Linked DNA regions of Mus musculus: regions 1 and 3 are each linked to region 2. Evidence: chromatin contacts called from public promoter capture Hi-C data. All regions are on one chromosome and are shown on one strand. Each heading gives the region's core, a stretch centred on a gene start, on an enhancer-like site or on the middle of the called end of the contact. The rest is flanking DNA. Distances are from core to core; before and after follow the strand shown.

Evidence for each region. Promoter capture Hi-C pulls out the DNA fragments that hold promoters and counts their contacts.
Region 1: a promoter capture Hi-C map of stem cell-derived epiblast-like cells shows a contact between it and region 2, with 4 times the contacts expected there. The contact joins the promoter of Inhbc here to the promoter of Myo1a in region 2. A contact is called at or near these places in 5 of 39 promoter capture datasets (cranial neural crest, hematopoietic stem and progenitor cells, liver and 1 more).
Region 3: a contact with region 2 is called in a promoter capture Hi-C map of stem cell-derived epiblast-like cells, with 3 times the contacts expected there. The contact joins the promoter of R3hdm2 here to the promoter of Myo1a in region 2. A contact is called at or near these places in 2 of 39 promoter capture datasets (liver and stem cell-derived epiblast-like cells).

Annotation. Positions count from the first base shown.
Region 1 is chr10:127,369,167-127,373,174 of GRCm38.p6, forward strand. It overlaps Inhbc (inhibin beta-C), which reads right to left and starts at 1,382. Exons shown (of 2, transcript NM_010565.4): 1 at 915-1,382. The coding sequence starts at 1,230.
Region 2 is chr10:127,702,938-127,706,593 of GRCm38.p6, forward strand. It overlaps Myo1a (myosin IA), which reads left to right and starts at 2,319. Exons shown (of 27, transcript NM_001081219.2): 1 at 2,319-2,432; 2 at 2,529-2,644; 3 at 2,887-2,981. The coding sequence starts at 2,319.
Region 3 is chr10:127,389,003-127,392,577 of GRCm38.p6, forward strand. It overlaps R3hdm2 (R3H domain containing 2), which reads left to right and starts at 1,309. Exons shown (of 26, transcript NM_001168292.1): 1 at 1,309-1,425.

The DNA.
Region 1 (4,008 bases), core at 132-2,631, 330 kb before region 2:
AGAATGGGAGCCCAGGCTCGATGGCTGCATAATTTGTGCTGGGTCGTGAGGGGGAAGAAAGTAGGTGCCAATCAGTCAGGGGAAAGCGGCTAGGAGCATGGTGTGGCGCGTGGCACCGTCTTCCAGACCAGAGAGCGAGTGAGCTTGCAATAGCTTTTAAGTCTTCTAAGTTCTCATCTTCTCTCCAGCTCTCTCCGCTATGGAAGTAATTCTTTCTTTATCTTTTATCCGTTGTTTGTTTGTTTTCTAGACAGAATTTCTGTGTGTGGCCTTGGCTGTCCTGGAACTTGCTCTATAGATCAGGCTAGCCTTGAACTCAGAGACCCCCACCTACCTCTGCCTCCCCAGTTGAGTTCTGGCATTAAAGGTGTGCGCCACCACCTCCCAGCTGTAGGCCTGAATTTCTTTACCCTTATCTTTCACACCTCTTTCTGAGTTTTTATTTGACATTGTCTGATGTGAGGACCTGAGGTGCGGAGAGATGTTATAATCTTGGTGTCTTACTTTTTCTCTCTTTACAGACATGGGGTATTCTCGAGGAAGAGGAGGTGATTGATAGATCCTGGAGTCAGAGAAATCACAAACTGCCCAGTAATCGACCCTTGGCCTGGGGACTGGGCAGGCTCACACAGGGAGGGTTATAGATTGGGGGGGGGGGGGGCGAGAAAGAGGAGGGAAGGAGAGAGAGAGAGAGAGAGAGATTTCTAAAGAAGTGAAACCAACAGCTCCCAGCTCCCACCAAGTGAACCTGACCTAACTTAGAGAACCTGAGGCGTAGGAGCCCCCGGGTGCGCAGGCGCAGAGTGTGCAAGCAGGATGTTTTTGGCGAGGATGAAGTCAGAAGCTAACTAGGGAGGAGACTTTCTCCTTCCTAGGGTCAGGTTTGGGGCCAGAGCTACGGACCATGGACCTACCTGTGTCAGCAAAGCTGATGATCTCATATTCTTCTTGTCTCTGGTCATGCTCCAACAGGGTTTCCCGTCGAGGCCCGCGGAGGCGCTGCAGCGCGGTCTTGAGAGCCCCTCTGGACACTGGCCGACTGAGTATGGGGCGCTGGCTGAGGTGCAGCTTGTCCAGGATACTTTTCTTGGCCAAATCGAGAAGCAGCTCCCGCTGGCTCTCCAGGTCAAAGATGGCACCCCAACATGCTGGGCATGGACCCTCAGTTTTGGGGTTCACTACTGTGGTTGGAGTCAGGAACAGAAGAGCCAGGAGCAAGGAGGAGGCCATTGCTGGAGGATAGCCTCCTTAAAGGACCCAAAGCCTATATTCAGGGTCTCAACGGGAGTGGCTTCAACTCTGTCCTGGGCACCAGGGACCCTGGGAGGAATGTGACTGACCTCCGACTGGCATGACTCCTTTTTGTCAGAGATACAGCGGCCAAACATCTGGCGTGAAAAATGAAGCCAGTTCAGGTGGAACTTGGCAGTATTCTCCTGTAGCCAGTGAAAGTACAGAGGGGGTTGTGTGGATTGTTTGAAGAAAGAAATGTCTGCCTCTTGCTTCTGTTGGGAGATTGTTAGCCAAATGAGCTGCCAGACCAGGGGACAAAGGTTAGAGCCTTGCTGTGAAGCCTGGGGGAAAAGTGTTGTGAGCAGCGGTTACTTCAGGGGCTAAGGCTGGATAATCACCAGAAGTCAGGACTTAACAGTCTCAAAAAGAAAAAAAAAATTGTGACTTTTTGTGTGTGCATGGTGTGTGGTTGAGTCAGATTTGCACTCAGCTTGGGTTTACTTTGATCTTGCTATATAGTGGAGGTTGGTTTTGAACTTCTGCATCTGCTTCTCAAATCTGGTCTCACAGGCATGGACTACCGTGTCCAGTTAAGAGGCTGACTTCTTTGTTGTTGCTTGCTTGTTTGTTTTTGAGACTGGATCTCATGGTGTAGCCCTGACTGGCCTGGAACTGGCTATGTAGACCCTCCTAGTCTTGAACTCACAGAGATCTACCTGTGTCTGTCTTGTAAGTGCTGAGAATAAAAGTATATGTCACCACACCTGCTTAAATGGTGACTCTTAAAAAAAAAAAAAAAAAAAAAAGAGGCACTTTAAAGTTTCCTCTTCCTCGCTTCTCCTCCCCACTCCTCCTTCCCCTCCTCCTCCACTTCTCTTTTTCTTTTTCTTTCCTTTTCTTTTCTTTTCTTTTCTTTTCTTTTTTTTGAGACAGGGTTTCCCTATGTATCCCTGGAATTAACTCTATAGACCAGGCCACCTCTGCTTCCCAACTGCTCGGATTTTCCTCCTTAGGGCTTTCAGCCCAACCTTCTTTGTTAGTTCAGGTTGGATTCTGCCCACTAAGTCACAGTTACCATCTGAAAGTTAAGGAAAGGGGAGAGAAAAAGAAATGTCCAAACCAGATGTTCTTAGTGTGTCCCGTCAGAAACATAGGTGGGCGTGTGAGAACTGTTGAGAAAACAATAGGTTTGCAAGCATGTCAGTTTCTTTGGTTGCAATTTACCAAATGATTCTAGTTTCCCCAGATAGCCTGCAAGGCTGTTGGTGATCAACAGTCCTCTTTGCAGAGCCTTATTGAATACAGAGGCCAAGAGCTGACATGGATACAAAGAGTCACCGTGGGTGGTTACATGTTAATAACTCAGCTGGAGAGCTGCTGGAGACTAGGAGAGCCTCTGGGCTGAGCTAGAAGACACAGGATTGCAGGAAAGGGAGAGGACTATCTCTCAATAGATGGAGAGATGGAAATATGGGCCAATGGACGTCTGTACAAGCGGGAACTGTGCTGAGCTGACGTTGTGGGGGATATTCAGGAGTTCTCTGACTATTGGTCCCTTGATGGTGACAAGTTATCTAGACCATCCACCACAGTGTTAGTGTCTGTGTTAGTGACTGTGTAAAGCTCCAACCCTTCTCCCTTAGTGTACTATGGTCACCCAGTTCATGACCCTGATCTTCCGTCTTTCCTTCCTCCCTCCCTCCCTCCCTTTCTTTGTTTTAAAAGATTTACTTATTGTTGTATGTAAGTACACGGTAGCTGTTTTCAGACACCCCAGAAGAGGGCATCCAATCTCATTACAGGTGGTTGTGAGCCAACATATGGTTGCTGGGATTTGAACTCAGAACCTTTGGAAGAACAGTCAGTGTGCTTAACCACTGAGCCATCTCTCCAGCCTGGGCCTGACCTTTCTAATTAAAACTTTTTAAAGCAATTTATTTGTCTAGTGTGAGCCTGTATGTGTCCTGTGCCACAGGAATTTCATGGAGGTCTGTGAACAACTAGAAGTTGTTTCTCTCCATCTACCATGTGTGTACCAGGGATCCAACACTCCCCATTAGGCTTAGAAACACATATCTTTATCTGCAGCGCCATCTTGCCTACTCTCTAATGTTTTTTTCTTGTTTGTTTTGTTTTGTTTTATTTTGCTTGCTTGTTTTGAGATAGAGTCTCACTATGTAATGCTAACTGTCCTAGAACTCACTATGTAGACCAGGGTGGCTTTGAACTTACAGAGATTTGCTTGCCTCTGCCTTCTGAGTGCTAGGAATAAAGTCATGTGCCACCACACCTGGTTTGTTTTTTACCTTTTATTTATTTATTTATTTATTTATTTATTTATTTATTTATATTTCTTTTCGGTTTTTCGAGACAGATTTTCTCTGGCAGCTCTGGCTGTCTTGGAACTTGCTCTGTAGACCAGCTGGCCTTGAACTCAGAGATCCTCCTGCCTCTGCCTCCCCAGTGCTGGGATAACACCACTCAGCCTATTTTTTATTTTTGTGTTTGTTTACATGTGTTGCATACATGTATATCTGTGGACCACATGTGTGCGATACCTGCGGGGTCCAAAAGAGGGCATCATATTTCTCTGAGACTGGAGTTACAGCTGGTTGTGAGCTGCCATGTGGGTACTGGGAATCAAATCTGGGTCCTCTGAAATAGCAGTGGGTGCTCTTAACCACTGAGCCATCTTTCTAGCGCCCTTCTTTCTTTTTCTTTATTTTTAAAATTTATTTTATGGGCTGGTGAGATGGCTCAGTGGGTAAGAGCACC
Region 2 (3,656 bases), core at 1,069-3,568:
TTATTGACTGAAGGGAGCTTCTGTGTGGCCTAACTCACAGGGACGGGGTTGGGGGGTGGAGGCTGGCATGCGGTGAAACGGATGTCCAGGCAGATGAAAGGAGTCACACCTCTGAATTCAGTGTGTGGGTCGGTATGATGATGTGTCATTCGAGGGGAGGCAAGTGGACGGGGTTTGGGATTTTGTCACTTAGCCTTCCAGGTGATCTGAGTGTACACACACACACACACACACACACACACACACACACACACACGCACACACACACCCCTACACCTGCACAAGCCTGCTTCCACCCATGACTATTTCTTTCTTGGAAAATCTTTTCCTTAGATACAAGTTCCGTTCCTTGTGTTCTTATTTCCAAATACTTGGAACAGTGGGGCATGGACTCTTCTCTATTGGAGCCCTCAGTCAAAGCCAGGCAGATAGGCTTCCCCTAAATGCAGGGAGTCTATGCTTCAGGAGCTTGTGAAGGGTTAAGGGAGCCACACCCTCAGCAGGAACAGCCCTGGACTTTGTGCTGAGCAGCCATCTCTCTGGCCTCTTCTGGCCTGAGTGGCACAGGGAGCCGGGGTGGAGAAGAGCAGCACAGAGGAAGGTCAGACTGAAGACATCTTTGACACCATGGACAGCTCCTGCTAACTAAGCCGCTGCTCCATCTTTGGAATCTGTGGCTCATACCCTTCCCATCAGACTGGGACTTGCTCCCCACCCCCATTCTCCAAGGGGCACCGAAGTACGCCCTTGTTTCTACTGTTGGGTAAGTCCTGCCCTGCCCTGTCACCTTGGGGTGCTCCTTCTGGGATCTGTTTCTTTTTTTCCTTTCTCACCTTCAGATAATCATACTTGTACTCCTCTCAATTCAAACTCAAAGCTGTGTTCCTATACCCTACCTCTGCTTCACACCCTTCCCTGCCAGGTTGCTTCAAAGACTCTGTGTGTGTGTGTGTATGTGTGTGTGTGTGTGTGCTCTCATGTGTGCACGCATGTGATGTGTACTCGCACACGCAGGTGGGAGAGACAGACAAAGACTGGATCTTACTTTGTACTTCAGGCTGGTCTGTGGTTCATTGTGCAGCCCAGGTTGATCTCAAACTTATGGCAATCCTCCTGCCTTGGCCTCCTGAATACTGTGATTACAGGCATAAGCCACCTCGGATGGCTACTTGCCTTTAATCTGAGAAATATGGGCTAATAGTACTATCCACTTCATGGGCTATTATAACTGTCAAGTTACAGTGTTTAGAGCTCTGTCTGTCCTGTGATGAACACTGCGTGTTTTCTAGAGACTGCTATCATCAGTATTCATGTGGTGCCCTAGGTATTTAGGAAGTTACTGGAGCTTGGGGAAACAAAATGAAGGAGAAAGAAGCCTGGATGCCTTCCTTGCCCTGTATGCTGTTCTCGTTCTTCCCCTAGGTTCAGAGAAGCCAGAGAGTGAGGGAATGTGTTGTACTCCTTCTAGGGAGTGGCACTGACCATTGTACTACTTCTGCTGCCCTGCCCACTCAGTCTGCTTGAGGAGAGCTTTTATTTCCTGCAGGAACACCTGCCACATGCTTGCAGCATGTGGCCCAGCCCAGCTCTCCCTGCCCCCAACCCTCAGAGTCCTCCCTGGAGCACTCTCCTTCCCCACTCCCACCAGCTACTAAAAAATGGGGTGTGTCTCTTTGGGCAAAGTCCATGCCAGAAGATGATAGGTATGGTATAAACTGTGAAGATTTTACAACTAAAGACGGAAGCAGGGGAGATAATGAGAGACCTCACAGTTGAGAAAGCCTACCCACTCCCATTTTCCACGGGCAGCTCTGACCTTTTGTTTACATTGCTGATCTCATCACTTTATCCAACATCTAAAAATGAAGTCACTGTGGTAATGGCAAGAAAGAGAGACCTCTTGGAGATGGGAATTGTAGAGGGATTAGGTGACTGAGACAGGGGTTGGATATAAGCACTGGAGCAAGGGGCCAGAGAGAGCGCCCCCCTCAGGAGGGAGGAGGGAGAGCACCTTGAATACCTGGCTGCAGAACAAAGCTTGGCTCACCCTTCTTCCAGCTTTCTCCTTTAAGCACAATTCTGCTCCCCTTCCCCTCAGGTGGGCAGACAGAGGTAGTCCTATCTGATGCCCATCTCACCCTCTACCCCGGGTTCCTCCACCTCCCTGGATGGCCAGGTTGGTCCAGAGACCCTTCTAGTCAGAGGGCTCTCCTGTAGGCCCTTATGCCTCCTTGCCCTCCCACCATGACTTAACTCTTAAGCTGAGCCATCAGCAGCAATTTACAGTGTTCACTCCTAGGACCCTCTAGCCTCTTGGCATGCCTCTCCTGGAAGGTCCCGTGGGGGTGGAAGACCTCATCCTCCTGGAGCCCCTAGATGAGGAGTCTCTGATCAAGAACCTCCAACTCCGTTATGAAAACAAAGAGATTTATGTGAGCTTGCCATGGGAGCCAGGCTGTGGGGGTACCCAGGGGGTTCCAGTATTCCTCCTGCCAGGCTCATCTGTCTCACCCTCCTTCTGACCCCAGACATACATTGGGAATGTGGTGATCTCAATGAACCCCTACGAGCAGCTTCCCATCTATGGACCAGAGTTCATTGCCAAATACCGGGACTATACTTTCTATGAGCTGAAGCCTCACATGTGAGTAAAGGGAACCAGAGGAGGGCTGACAAATGTCCATGAAGCATCCTCCTCTCCCCCTCCCCGGTCTTTCCCCAAAGGAGCTCCTCCAGCATCCCTCTTCCCCTGAGAATCCTTCCTAGACTCAGTTCTTGTCTGATCTGGATCACACGGGGAGGGTGGATGAACCCAGCGCTAAGGATTGGAAGATGATGCCCTTGGGCTGGCCTCACATTGACCACTGACCACTTCCTTCCCACAAGCTATGCTTTGGCAAATGTGGCCTACCAGTCACTGAAGGATCGGGACCGGGACCAGTGTATCCTCATCACAGGCGAGAGTGGAGCTGGCAAGACTGGTGAGGAGGCTCAAGGCTTGGGAGAGACCAGAGATGGTGTCTGGAGTCACCTCCTTATCTCTCCAAGCCAGGCCTGTCCCTGTCCTCTGTCCCCATTACTTCCTCTCTGGTTTTTCTTCCTTATTTTCTTTTTTAGGATTTTTACATTTTTTCTGTCTATATGTATATGACTGAGTGTGTGTATATATTTGCACCACAGACATGCGGGTACCTGCAGAAGGCAAAAGAGGCTGTCAGATCCTCTGGAACTGGAGTTGCAGGTGGTTTTGAGCCACCCAATGTGGGTGCTGGGAACTGAACCTAGGTCTTCTACAAGAGCCTCAAGTAACACATGGCAGTATTTGTGCATGCCCTCAGTCCCAGCACTCTATTTGTGCATGCCCTCAGTCCCAGCACTCTATTTGTGCATGCCCTCAGTCCCAGCACTCTATTTGTGCATGCCCTCAGTCCCAGCACTCTATTTGTGCATGCCCTCAGTCCCAGCACTCTATTTGTGCATGCCCTCAGTCCCAGCACTCAGGAGGCAGCAGCAGGAGGATCTCTGAGTTTGAGGCCAGGCTGGTCTACAGAGCAAGTCCCAGGACAGCCAGGGCTACCCAGAGACAACATCTCCAAAAACCAAGTGCACACGCACACGCACACTCACACACATACATTTGCGTGCACACACACAGA
Region 3 (3,575 bases), core at 59-2,558, 310 kb before region 2:
AGTATAGTATCTCAACTAAATTCCTTCATCAGAGGAAGTGAGTTCTAGGTAGTGCTGATGACTTCTTGGGGATGAGCTGTGTAGGGAAGAGGCCTTGTAGTGTTTTCCCATAAGTGGCTTTTGTGGATGGTGTTTTGTCACAGCAACAGAAAATAACCAGTACTTATTTATATGGTGACATATAAGGTAGGCATAAAGTACCGTGTTCCTACTCTTGGTTTTTTGAGACAGAGGCTGTCCTGAAACTCTCCGTATAGACCAGGCTGGCCTCAAACTCCGAGATCTGCCTGTCTCTGCCTCCTAAATGTTGGGGTTAAAGGCGTGCACCATCACCACCACCATCTGACTGTAGATAGCATTTTCTTTTAGGTTTTATTTTAATTTTATGTGTCTGGGTATTTCACCTACTTGTGTGTCTGTGCACCACTTGTGTGCCTGGTCCCTATGGAGACTAGAGAGCATCAGATGCCCTGAAACTAGAGCTAGAGATGGTTGTAAGCTGCCATGTGAGGGCTAGGAATCAAATCTGGGTCCTCTGGATGAGTGGTGGGTTCTCTTAGCACCTGAGCCATCTTTGCAGCATCCCATCTAGACAGTGCTGGTCTTGAACTCCTGATGTTCCTGCCTCAGCTTCCCAAGCACTGGGATTTTGGTTTACTCAGTTCCACACCTGGCTCAGAAAATATCTCAGTTACCACAGTTACTAACCTGTCAGTTGTATGTATTTCTTCCTTTTATATGGTTGGGTGCACTAAGATTACTGAAGAAATAGCTGCCTGGCAACATAAAAGCACAGATATTAAAAGGAATTACATATCTTCCAACTGTTTCTATTGCTTGGTTAAATTTAGAACCATACAGGGCTTTTGTAGAATTAAAATCCCTGGGGATTTTATAGTTAATAGACAGTATTCAGCTTTTCAGAGTTAGGAATAATATATGTAGCTTCAAAATGATTTTTGTACCGTCACTCACACCATTTAATTAAAACACAGAGACCAAAGCTGGGCGTGGTGGTGCACGCCTTTAATCCCAGCACTGGGGGGGGGGGGGGGGGCAGAGGCAGGCGGATTTCTGAGTTTAAGGCCAGCCTGGTCTACAAAGTGAGTTCCAGGACAGCCAGGGCTACACAGAGAAACCCTGTCTCAAAAAACCAAAAACCCAAAAAAAAAAAAAAAAAAAAAAAAAAAAACCACAGAGACCAGTAAAAAGTCAGAACTGTTCTAAGAATTTTAGTTCACTGCCATGTTGCTGAAAGTGGATTAGAGCCTGGATTTGATGTAGTGAAGGATTCTTTTTCTTTCTCAGGTGCATTGCAAGAGGCGACCCTGTCCTTCCTCAGTGTCTCTCAGCAGTAAACCTGATACAGTTCCTAAGATCCCGCCTGGATGGAGGAGCCAGCACCATATCTGTGCTAGAAATCAGGTAAGCATCACACTGGGGCTTACAGGTAACGCTTGTGATGCTTGGATTGTTTTCGGAGTTCATACAGTTTGAGCAGCAAATAACCTGTGTACCTGTACGGACCATCAACATAAGGAAAGGTAGACTTAAGGAGGGGTACTTTGTTTTTTTTTTCTTTTTGTTTTTTTTTTTTTTTAATATTTATTATATGTAAGTACACTGTAGCTGAACTCAGACACCCAGAAGAGGGCATCAGATCTCATTATGGATGGTTGTGAGCCACCATGTGGTTGCTGGGATTTGAACTCAGGACCTTCAGACAAGCAGTCAGTGCTCTTAGCCACTGAGCCATCTTTCCAGCCGAGGAGGGGTACTTTGAGTACATAATTTAGATTAAGTAGAATTTAAAATAGAAAACTATTCTATAGTAAATATCTTTAGTGCATCATTTGGTAGCAGGGAAAGTAATGCTATTATTGCATAGTAAGACATTCTGGGGATGTTTGAAAGTATAAAACTTCATCATAGATTGAGGAGAAAAATTAATGTAAATAGAATGTTCAATAACATGGTAAAAGTAAAAAAAATAAAATAAGGCTACTTTTTGCTCTTTTAAAAGTTGTTATGGGAATGGAGAGATGGTTCAATGGTTCAAGAGCTAGTTGCTCTTCCAGAGGACCCAGGTTCAATTCCCAGTACCCACACTGCAGTTCACAAATGTCTGTAACAGTTCCAGGGAATCCTACATCTTCACACAGACAGACATATATGCATGTAAATTAAAAATAAATAAGTTATTTTTAAAAAAGTTATAGGGTTTGAATGAATATCACAGCAATTAAGATCACTGTCTATTCCTTAAGACCCAGGCTGCTCACAAAGGTCTATAACTCCAGTTCCAGTGGGTCTGACTCCTTCTTGCCCCTGAAGGCAGTAGTGCATGGACAGGGTGCACAGACACACATGTGGCAAACCATGTGTATACATGAAAAGAATAACAATTTTGGAGGAAAGAAACTGAAGTCCAACTAGAAAACAAAACCTATTATGGACAGTAAGAAACTTTTGCTTGAGCTGGGTGTGGTGGTGCACACCTGTCTCGGGAGGCAGAGGCAGGCGGATTTCTGAGTTTGAGGCCAGCCTGGTCTACAGAGTGAGCTCCAGGACAGCCAGGGCTACACAGAGAAACCCTGTCTCGAAAAACCGAAAAAAAAACAAAACAAAACAAAACAAAAACAAAAAAAAAAAAAGGAAACTTTTGCTTATGTGTATTATATTTATCAATATTGAACCCTATTATGGATTAAAACTAAGAAAAAAATTTTAAATATTGATTCATCAAATGTAACATTCTTCTTATATATTGATAATGTCTGTAACTTTGTGTATACATATATGCATAAGAGTGCATGTGCCTGTGCTCACATGTCTGGAAGCCGGAGGTCAACATTGAGTGTTCGATGTCCTATCCTCCTTCCCTCCCTTTCTGTCTGTCTGTCTTTTTTAGGAATTGTATTTACCAGTGCTTGTGTATGTGTACAAACACGTGTAGGAACTTGGGTTGGCCGGCAGAGGGTGGTAGATTCTCTGGAGCTGGAGTGCGTGCTGTTGTGAGGCACCTGATGTGGATGCTAAACAACAGACTTGCATCCTCTGCAAGAACAACAAGCGTCCTTAGTGGGTGAACCACCTCTCCAGCTCCCCTCTACTCACTCTCTCTCTCTCTCTCTCTCTCTCTCTCTCTCTCTCTCTGTTTTTATGTATGAATACACTGTTGCTGTCTTCAGACACATCAGAAGAGGGCATCAGATCCTGTTATAAGATGGCTGTGAGCCACCACGTGGTTGCTGGGATTTGAACTCAGGACCTTTGGAAGAGCAGTCAGTGCTCTTAGCTGCTGAGCCATCTCTCCAGCCCCTCTATTTTTTAAAATTTATTTTTATTGTTTTCAACCTTATTTTTGAGACAAGCTAGGGCTCAGTGTTCGAGCTAGGTTGGCTGCTCAGCTGGTGCCCCGTGTCTGCCTGTCTCTGCCTGGTCAGCTGGTGCCCCGTGTCTGCCTGTCTCTGCCTGGTCAGCTGGTGCCCCGTGTCTGCCTGTCTCTGCCTGGTCAGCTGGTGCCCCGTGTCTGCCTGTCTCTGCCTGGTCAGCTGGTGCCCCGTGTCTGCCTG